2 separate regions of the Bactrocera dorsalis genome follow, and region 1 is linked to region 2. The links are chromatin contacts, called in public Hi-C maps. All regions are on one chromosome and are shown on one strand. The core of a region is the stretch at or near the end of the contact, and the rest is flanking DNA. Distances in the headings are between cores, read along the strand shown.

The links. Hi-C and Micro-C count contacts between places; a contact is called where the count stands out from the background.
Region 1: a contact with region 2 is called in a Hi-C map of whole body, with 7 times the contacts expected there. The contact joins the enhancer-like site here to the promoter of LOC105226091 in region 2. A contact is called at or near these places in 2 of 2 Hi-C or Micro-C datasets (both in whole body).

What each region holds. Positions count from the first base shown.
Region 1 is chr2:51,856,315-51,862,157 of ASM2337382v1, forward strand. No RefSeq gene overlaps it. Among protein-coding and RNA genes, the nearest start is that of LOC105226089, 14 kb to the right of the region's middle. Within about 2 kb of position 1,382, the one cell type or tissue checked has open chromatin away from gene starts, as enhancers often do.
Region 2 is chr2:51,798,877-51,804,327 of ASM2337382v1, forward strand. LOC105226091 (homeobox protein abdominal-A) reads right to left here and starts at 3,586. Exons shown (of 7, transcript XM_049448034.1): 1 at 1,649-3,586.

The sequences.
Region 1 (5,843 bases), core at 132-2,631, 55 kb after region 2:
TCTGACATTAATGTTTTACCGTTTTTTGTAGATTTTAAATATTTATATATTTGAGCAGGGCATATTAAGTTCAAGATATGTGAAAGATCAGCGTGTCGAGTTGAGTGTTTGTTTATCCCCAACGATTAAAATCAATTGTTGTGTGAACATTTCTTTATTTGCAATTGCACTAGCATCGCCAAGTTTATTATTTTCCTTTTTCTACATTTTACTATTTGTTATTTAACTGTAAAAAATAATATATCACAATAGAGGAATATATATTATAAATCACTTAAGCAAACGAACTTTAATATATAGGGAATTTGCATCTGGTAACCACGCTATACATATATTTATTAAATGTAGAATATATATAATTAGTAATAAGAAACCCATTACCCATCTTCAATAATCTTTTTCATTATATTATTTAAGTGTGTTCGGGTTACGCTATATAAATAGTTTTGCGACTCATCATTATTTAAGCACGCATCAAAGATAGAGACAAGTAAAGAGAAAATATACCATATTCTACGGGTTTCTTCTATAAATGCGAATAGTATTTAATGGTTATTATACTTTAACACACAATCATTTTAGTTTCGTCGATTATATTCCAGAAATTTTGATTTTTAATGTATATCAAACAAATAAAAGTATACCTAAAAAATGTTAAGTAAAGTATACCAAATATCTTACGGTACAAATTATTCATCAAACAGACACAATAAATAATAAAGTATTGATAAGTTCTAATATCTTTTATTATTTGCTTTATTGACGATGGAAATGCAGTCCAACTTTTTATTTAAATATACTTAAAGTACATTATAAAAATTTGTAATTCTTCGTATACATTTACATATTTCTTAATAATAAAGCAAATCTTACATATATTCAAATTACTTATTTACACTCAGAATTTGGAACATGTGTCGAGTAAAGTCTCAAGAAATTTGTGCGCCAAAGAAAAACCGCTCTGACATTGACATGCCATAATTGTTCTGCTCAGACTCAAACCTTAGCTTTGTTCGGCGTATATGTGTGCATATTTTCACAATCAAATTCTTCTCTGTATACAGAACGATGAAGCATTTAGTAAATTGTTTACCAGTGTTTCTTTTCTTATTTTTTATAATAAGTTGCGCGTCAACTAAACGCTCCCAAATGTATGTCCGGCATTTATTGAACCCTGAGCGATTTAGACCGTCCCCAAAAGGTTAGCAATGAATATTGACGCTTACTCCGAACTCAACCGCGCTGCTTTTAGAGATACAACTGTTTATCTCTGTCAAGCACAATCGCGATCTCGCTCTGCTGAAAATATGGCTACTGAATACCCACCATAGCGTTAAACCAACGTGGGCTCACTATACACTAACAAAGTATTTTCCATCGCATTCGCTCATATCGCTACTAAGTTCACTATACTTCAGCCTTCACGGACTACATTGCAGTTGGTCTGCATTATAATTACCCAACTCCACGAATGTGTTGAGTAGAATAAGGTAGATATACCAAATATTGTCGTTGCCGGTTTTTAGTTGGATACTAAATTTTATTTAGTCTGGACATAAATGAAATGTACTGGAATTCTAGTTTTCGAAAATACGGAAGGACGTAAGAGCGCTTTCAACTCAGTAACCACGCCCATTGCAGCCAGGGCAGCGAAAACAGCTGTTATCTCATCAACAGTTTTGAAGTATGCCTGATACATCATTGTAGTATGCGTGAAAACAGCGCAAATATTGACAAGAAAAGTTTGAGTGATTTGAAATATAGTCGAAGCTACCATTCGGTCAATAGCGTTGTTACTACCATAGAATTTTAAAAAATTTACAAGTCGCCGCTTTTTTCCTCAAGTGCTCGTACCTTTATCAAACCCGACGATATTTCAATTTATTTTTTTAACCGACGCTGCTTTAAAAAGTCTGTCATAAATAGGTTTTGGCTGCACCTGATTTGAATTCCAAATAGTTTTATTCGTCTTAAGTATTGGTTTTAACTTTGTATTTACAATTAATCCTTAATGCGTTTATCCCTGTTTTTTCTTAATTGTTAAAGAAATATAACTTTTTATAAATATGATTATATTCAATGACCAAGTTTGTTTTTACTTCAAAATAATTCCCGTATTCAAAACTACTTTTCTTATATCATTATTATCTACATACAAAATTTGTGTCCCTGACAGAAGACAAAAATTATTATAAAAATTAGATTTGAAAACTTCATAATTATTAGTCTTGGTTAATTTAGTTTATTTGTTAAAAGTCACAAATTCTATTTAACTTTACCAATCAAACCAAAAAATATATTTAGTGTTTTGAGATAGAATAGGTTCTGTAAAAATATGAAAGAAAAAGTCTAGAAAACATATGCAGTTATTATGATGGGTAAAAGTCCATTGCCTGCTGCTAATGTATTTCTCTTCAGCTTTACAAATTTTGTTCATTCTATGCTATTACCTTCCTTTTTTCGATTTGTTAAATTCCATAGAATGTCCTTCATCAAAATAGCAGTTTTATGTGCATGCAATTAGGGGTAGATATGCACAAGTATACATATCTGCAACGAGGAAAGTATTGAGAAGAATAATGCACATCCCTGTTATATAGAGTTGTCAGATTTGCAGTGTGTCATTTTGGCATTTTTTTATCATTCAAGTTAAATATTACAACTTCGTTCTTTCAAAAAAAAAAAAAAAAAAAAACACACAAGAAAAAACGTAAGAAGCCACATCATTACTCCTTATGACAAAAATTTTATGAAAGAAAATCAGTATTTCGTATATTACATTTTTGACTTATTTCCTTTTTATTTTATTTAATCATTCACGTTGAACATGCCACATTTATCCTATTAATAATATATTTATTAAAATCATTCTCTTAGGATATTTTTTAAATATTTAATTGTCGGAATCTTGACATTATTCTTTAATTATTTTAATAAATAAAAATTTCGGTAAAACTATTTTTTTTTTATTTCTATGAAAATATCGAATGCGACACAAAAAATAAATATAAAGTTGTATATAGAGTTTTCTGGATATATAAAATAAGTCAAGTAATTATAATAAGTAATAATATTTTTATTTACATATATTTCCCAATGAAGAAACTCTATACGCTTTTTCAGTGTTATATTTAAACATGCGCAGAGTTGAGGATTCATATCTCAACCGATCCAAAATTATTCAAAAAGCTCTGAATGAAATTTAATCCGCAAATATCACGACTCAATAACAAAATATTGACAATGTTTAATATTATTTTATATCTCGCTCACTTCGTATACAAGGCACACTAGTTTGGTGTAACTTTTCCAATACAACTATCATCAAAATTATATTTTCTTAAAGGAATAAAATTGGTTCAATGCAATGCCCTAATGATCGGAAACATTACACTGTATGTGAATGCAACAATATTATATTCTCGACTGGATGCTCCTATACCAATAGCAGTGTGCTCTATCAGCATTGTTCTTTATCAAGTGTCCTTGCTAACGTTCAATTTAAGGGTTGAATAGCAAAAAGAAATCTCACTGAACTAAGCAAAGGTGTCCTCAAATCGTTCCATGAGTTATTTCCCTTATTTTTTTATTGTGGCTTTTCTTATTTGTGGGATTTCGAAATAATCATGCAAAGGTGCCAAAATAATAGTACATATATAATTTGAATTTGAAAGATAATTTAAAATTGAATATTATCTTGATAAAATATTAATGTTACAGTATTTACTACTTACTTTTACTTAACTTTTTCTGATCCAATATTGACATTATTATCCTAAACTTTATTTACTTAAAAGATATGTAGACTACAAAATTATAAAAGCTTTTTACTTCATTAGTTGCTTAAATAAGCCCAAAACAAACAAATGAAGTAGCGAAGAACTAAGTTCGGATGATCGATCCTTTCATACTCTTGCAACTTCCAAGGATTACAGCCAAGGAAATACCTTCAGGCACATAAGGCTGGTTAGTTATATGCAATCTAGGGCGAGTTCTCACAAGACTTTATTCTTTCTAAGCACAAATAGGCCTCGTTATAAGAAAAACACGGAGTTCGAAAATCTTAATATTAGGTATATGGGGGGCTAAAGGAAGTATTGAGCCAATACAACCTATATGTAGCACACATACATACTACTTTCTCTCTGAATTTCAAGTATAAAGCTGACATCTTGACCAATATAACCTTCTTCTTCTTTACTGGCGTAGACACGGCTTACGCGATTATAGCCGAGTCAACAACAGCGCGCCAATCGTTTCTTCTTTTCGCTACGTGGCGCCAATTGGATATTCCAAGCGAAGCGAGGTCCTTCTCCACTTGGTCCTTCCAACGGAGTGGAGGTCTTCCTCTTCCTCTGCTTCCCGCGGCGGGTAATGCGTCGAATACTTTCAGAGCTGGAGTGTTTTCACCCATCCGTACAATATGACCTAGCCAGCGTAGCCGCTGTCTTTTAATTCGCTGAACTATGTCAATGTCATCGTATATCTCGTACAGATCATCGTTCCATCGAATGCGACCAACATAACCGGGTCATCGAAACTTAACGTAAAAGGGTGGTATGCGTACGATTATTTGGCCAACATTTTGTTCAAATCATAAACTCCATAAAATTATCTGCTTAACAAAGAAACCGCACACATTTTGACCAAACTTGAGTGTTTTAGTGCATTTGATAATTTATAACTACATAGTATATTCATATCTCAGCCGAGCCAAAATTATATTATCTCTGACGTTTTATTCAAGGTGTTACAAACTTCCTGGAAAGCTTAACCATATTTAAATTCCAGCTTCCTAATGAAAATCTTGCCTCGTTAAATAAAATCGAACGAAATTCGCATGGAAGCACATGCATGTGTAAAATCGAACCTATTTATCATGGTGTATAGTGGGTATAAATGTAAAATTCATACATACTGGTATGTATCGCATTGTATTTAAATAGAAAAATTGCAAATTGTATTCTTCACTTATGTACATATGCGTACACAAAATGTCGTTAAGTAAGGGTGGAAACCGTTTTCAGTATGCAATTATTTTTCATGTAAATAAGTAACACATGCATATTAAAATATATAAATATGTACTTGGTTGAATCACAATACAGCGCAAAAGCAACTATTATTCGGCAAAAGCACCAAATTTGAACTTTTCTGCACAAAAAGCATTGCCGATGAACTTTTACGACAACTTTACAGCGACGCTTCTGTAACGTTGCATACATAAATTCCTCTGTAGACACAACCAGGAATTAAAATTACCCTAACAATGTGAGAACTGACGCGAAATGGTTCAAATTAAAGCAGTGAATTTCAGTAAAATTGGAAATAAATTTAAAATGCACTAACGATGTCATTTACTAAAATAAAAGTATGTTGTCATATACGTGCAATCCAGCATTTTCTAGTAGCATATTATTAACCTAATAAAAAGGGAAATTTCAGCTCCAAAGCTGTTTAAAGAAGAGGGATATTTTCATTGTATATTGTCCACATGAGTATATTTGAGCATGTTCATAGAGATGCACACATGTTAAATATCTGGTCTGTGAAAAAAAATGTAAACACATGGATACTCAAAAACTGGAAGAAAAAATCCATACGTGTATGTGCAGTCTTTGTTGGTATAAGTGTGTATCGGTGTGACATCGTACACCTACGAATGTTCGTGTACAATGAAGCAATAATAACAATAGCGGCGACACCCAACGAGGCAACTCTCATTTTTTGCCTTTTCCTTTGTTATTGCCCATGTCGCTGGCTGTTTCACTTTCAAAATGTTACGGCTATTTGTAAGGTATGCGCGTAAGTTCACTAAAATCCCCTTGATAACAGATATTTGT
Region 2 (5,451 bases), core at 2,336-4,835:
CCCTTAGCGACGGCATTGACATCTATCACTTTTCATTTATAAAAAAACAGATATTTATTACCATTGCTATTAATATTATAATATCTATCATTAGGAGCTCAAAATGGAAATCACATATTGCAAAAGTAATTGTTATTGCTGCTGTTTACATAGTGAAGGAAAATCAAAAATTCACGAATAAAAGATTATCCATGAGTATACTACGTTCATTTTCTCATTTACTAACTTAAATCCAATATTCATAAGAAATGTGAATGAGTGAAAAATGTGCTCGCGTTTCTCGCAATTTGAAAATGACTATATTTGGTTTTGTCATGAATACTTTTTCCTGTTCTATTTGCATTTTTGACACAAGCGTTAACATAGACTATGTACCAATTAAAGTAACAGATGCGTATTTTAATCCAACACATCTGTGCAGGTATTCTGATCATTTTTAGAAGCTTTATGGCGAAGAGAACCATATTTGTCGGAAGTTTTTCTTCCATGCAAGTGGTTCTGTGACTACTGAAATCATTGTGCAAATGTCTAGCTGTTCATATGAAACTCTGTTAGCCGATAACTGCAGCTTTTCTCTTTGAAATTATTGCTGCCATTGATGGTAGTTCGTTGTTCTTCTTCTTCGTATTTTTTATGTGTTGTATGACTTGTAATTACAATTGCGTCAGTTTTACGACTATTTAAATTTTATGATTTTTTCTAAGTGCTTTACGGGTTGTTTGTAACCTCGATTTTTGGCAGGGGTACATGTGGATGAACGAGCAAATCTCATTGAACTCATTTTAAAAATATATACTTATGGATTTAAGAAAAATTCTTACATTTTGCGTTTGTCGCAATTAATTTACGAATAGTGACTTTTTTTTTAACTTTAGGAATATTTTTTTCGTAAAAAGCTGAAGTTAGTTTTGTAGTATTTGTCTCGAACTCGGTCGATTTATACAACATGCGTACTCATTTGAAGTTATTTGTTAAAACTTTAATCACTATTATTATATAACATTCATTATAGTACCGCGTTTTTGAGATATAACTATTTGACGCGTTTTGATAACACTTCCTGGCAAAATTAAAACGAATGCATTGAAATATGATGAAAACCTTTTCTGTCTAGCATATTTTGTTTGTTGCAAAAAGGTTACACTAAAGTCAACAGCAGCAAAAACAAAATATCCAACACGTGAGTATGGAGCATAATAACACATAACAAAACGATTAAAAACATTAATGTAATAATAATAATAGTAATAGTAATGATATTGCACAAATACGGTTAATATCAACAGCGTTACGCGTTATATGATATATGGCAATAGCGTATGGCGTTTTGACGATTGTCGCTCGTATTGTAATAATAATCACAAACAGTTAAAAGACAATACGACGCGAATTTTGCTTTCACGGCACTCGCTCGTTCACTTTGATATCAAATCGTTGATTCGCTATTATTTTTGTGTATGCTTGGTTACGCTTCTGTTGTTCGTCGGGTACACAACGTCAGCGCAAATACTAAATCGCTAAACGCTCCGCAGACACTACTGCGCTCTACGATAATAAATATTATAATAAAACGAAATTTTTAAAAGAGTATAAAAATTCGTGTAATTGGTAATATCTGCGCTTTTGTACGCGCTATGACTATGCACACATTTGAGGCAGCAGAAGCAGCGACGCTTACGCTCCAGCGGCAGCGACAACGACAGAATCCGCAGCTTTACAATACAAAAGTAGCAGTCGCGCTTGAGATCTAAAACACTCAAATATGGTTGACATACTACACTTAGGCAGAAGCAGCGAGGCACAGTGACCAGCGGTATGAACAAATAGGGCAACCCATTGAAACGAAGTAAAATACGTTTGAATGAGTTGAGTGGATATTCGTAGTGGCACTCAGTAACTGATTGGGATTTAGTTCGTATGTGTAAGTAATTGAGCTGCAATGCAAAAGGCAAAATGTAAAGCTAATTGGAAATGTTGCAATTTTTTGCACATGTGAATTTCAACTGGAAGAGAATTGAGCTACATGGAGAGAAATTGGTGGATGAAAGCGCACTAAGAGTATGTTGTGAGTGGTTTCATACATGCACCACAGAAATGGTAATATATAATATTACCATATAAAAGTCGATTATAACTCTCTTTACAATAATTAGATATTCACAACTATTTATGTGTTACAACTACAAATAGAATAACCACAATTATCGTACGTAACTATAGAAAGATATGTTTTTTTTAATATACACACATACATATGTATAGTACATAGATACTTATGTACATATGTATGTATATTGCTCGGTTGGGAGTTCACATTACTCGTCTTAATTTCGTTCTGTGAGGTATTCAAAATGACATGGCAATAACACTCATAAAATCCGGGGTGCAGATTCAAAGCAAATCAAAATAAATAAACCGCAATTTCACACTCAACAGCCGCAGCAACATCTCGCTGTTATCGTTATTTCCAATCTTTCGCCGCGCTGCTTTAGGTAGCGTTGCTTTTGGCTCTGCTCGAAGGCACCACGTTCGTTGCCTCATTCACTCTTTATAACTCTGGGGCTTCTTATAGGGTTGTATGATTTTACTTCTACTTTTCTCTGTCTGTCGCATGTTAAAATTGAACGTTTGTGGCTTGCCAGCAAGAGCACTCAATTCCATCTGAAAGAACGGTAGTGAGGTGTATTTTTGTTCAGCAAGTGATAAGTGCATTGACGATTTGCTACTTGAGTGAAATAACAAAAAAATTTTATTTGGTGTTTTATTTTTGAGTAGCTTTGCATGAGCGTCTTTTGCATTGTAGTCAATTTATAAAAATGCTCTCTGAACTTTTCCATGTGAGCTCTTTTCATATCAGAATTGTTCTCTGCACTGTATATATTCTAGAGGCTTTACTACTTTTGCGTATTGTATTTAGTGAGTGTCCTATGACTGCTAATATTCTGGTTAATAGCGTGCAAATTTCTACTGAAAGCAGAAACCACTCTCCCAAAACGAGCTGGCACTCAACTGTTTGTTAGCACAGATAAAAGAGCTGGTTGAGACTATGCTTGCACACACAAGTGTAATTTAGAAATCTATATATTTACATATTGACATATGTATGTATGTATATTCATACATATATACGTAGTGAATTTGTGCATAGAAACCACGAGATATATCAATTAAAGCTTCCATGAAAGTAGAAAAATAAGAATAGTTGTATTGTTTTCAAAAGGTTTATTTTTAAGTCTTAATATAACTGACAGGAAATTAAACAAACGTTGTAGAATATTAAATTTTAGCTGCTAACGTCTCAAATGAAAAGTCGCGAGAGTCCTCCAGTTCTGCCAGAAGATTTCAGCATCCTGCTTTGAAGACAATTTCCAATATAGTAGATAGCTTTCCTATTCGTAGTTATTATGAATTTAGATTTTGTAATGGCTACAAGTTTGCAAAAAAATCCTTCATTGATTTATGGTTTTGATAATATAACATATTTCCAATAAGTTTGCACAAATTTTAATATCAAATTTACCTTTACTCCTGAAGAATATACATACATATGTATTTTATATTTTCCTTTTGAAAATTTTAAATACATTTTCAAGGATTATAAGCATAAACGCATTTATGTATTTTAAATAAACCAATGTAAGGGAACAACAAATAAAATATTAATACAATTGTGTAAGCAACTGAAACTATCACCTGTAAATGTGTGTTTGAAATAATGAATAAAATTGTATATATCATTAATGGAAAAATGTAAATAATTTTTAAAATGGGAAAGTTAATTTTTTTAATCGTTCGTATAGTCACTCTCAGAAAATTCCAAAATAGGAAGGATGCGCTAACTACATATCTATCACTAAGATTGCGTCCACACACACAAAAACTTTTTTCGCTCAAACTAGTGTTTTGCCGGCGAGGGAACGAAGAGGAAAGCCGAAGAGACCGTTTCACTCATAGTCGGGCAACACGCATTGTTCATGTTGATTATTCACGTTCCTAACAGTTCGTATCTATGTAATTCGGCATTGCTGTTTATTTGAAATTTTTTACATAATTGCAATTGCGCTTGTCTCCAAAGTAATATTTTTAATATTACATATATGTTAAGATATTTGAATTTTATCGTCTATTTTTTGTATGTAGTCATGTTTTCGAAAAGGACAGCAAAAGATAATATCCGACTTTTCTGATGATGATGTTGTAAACACAAAAACGATTGCACGACACGAAAGCAAAATTTTTTTGTCTGAAAATGACCGAAAACCTTTCACTCGTATAAATTTTAAATATTTTGTCCAAAATAAAATTTTTGTGCAAAAATAAGTAAATGGGTCGATTCATTTGTTTTGAATTATTAAAAGTGATACATCAGATATATTTTAAGCTTCTGTTGCTAATAGTTATTACATAAGACCATAAGACTTGTTAAAGATTTGAACATATCAGTGGCAACGCTGCCCATTGTCATCAACAAATTGATTTTAATTTTGCGACAGCGGCATCTGCAAGCCTACTGTTATGAAGTCCTCCTGTTGTTTGAATAACTGTGCCCATAAGAACGTGTGTATTTGAATAATTGACAGATGCTGCCTGCCGCTTGTCGTCGACTGAGGAACAAAAGTCCTCTTGTATCCACATGTCCACATGTCTTACTGGTCAAAGTCGGGGTGAAAAGCGAGATGCAAGAAAACCAGAAATCGCACAAGCAATCAAACACTTGGCAAGAGGGAATTCCAAATTATGTCCGAGTGCAATTTTAATTTGGAATAACATGAAAAACGCCGACATAATAATTTAGTTGAGTGAGAACTTCCATTGATGTGCTTACTGAATGTTGTTTTGTATTCTTATTTGCTTTTTACTGAGGTTGTTATTTTTGAGTCTTCAAATTATTGTTATGACAGTTTTATGATTTTTTTAATTTATGGCTAGAAATCAAACCATATCGAGCAATTTTCACTGAAATTCACTTTAACTATGTATAAATGCCTTCATGGGCGCCAATTATTTGGAAAATATTATGTACTATTTGATTTGACTAACTAGCCTAAGGTGATCGCTAAAGCTGGGTGGTGCCAATGCAGTGTAACTATTGTTTTATGTTTTATGAATAGTAACGTCCAACTCTTCTTTCCAATCATATCCAAGTATAGATTTTCCAATATGTAGTGAATTTTTAAACGAAAATGTGCTATCGATATGAAATTATTTGGAGAGATTTTCAAAAATATATACTCTTCGTTTTGTTCCACTTAATATTAATATTGGCTTATATATTTGTAGTAGTCGGTAAAAAATCGAAAGTTAGTGATTTCTCTCTCCACTTTGAATCAAATCTCGGATTAACACAAGAACTCTAAAATAAGAAAAAAATCGAAGGCTTTTTATGAGTTAGTTTATTCAATAAGTCGAGTTCTTCGCTTGGGTATAATAAAAGAAGTATGCATAAATGTA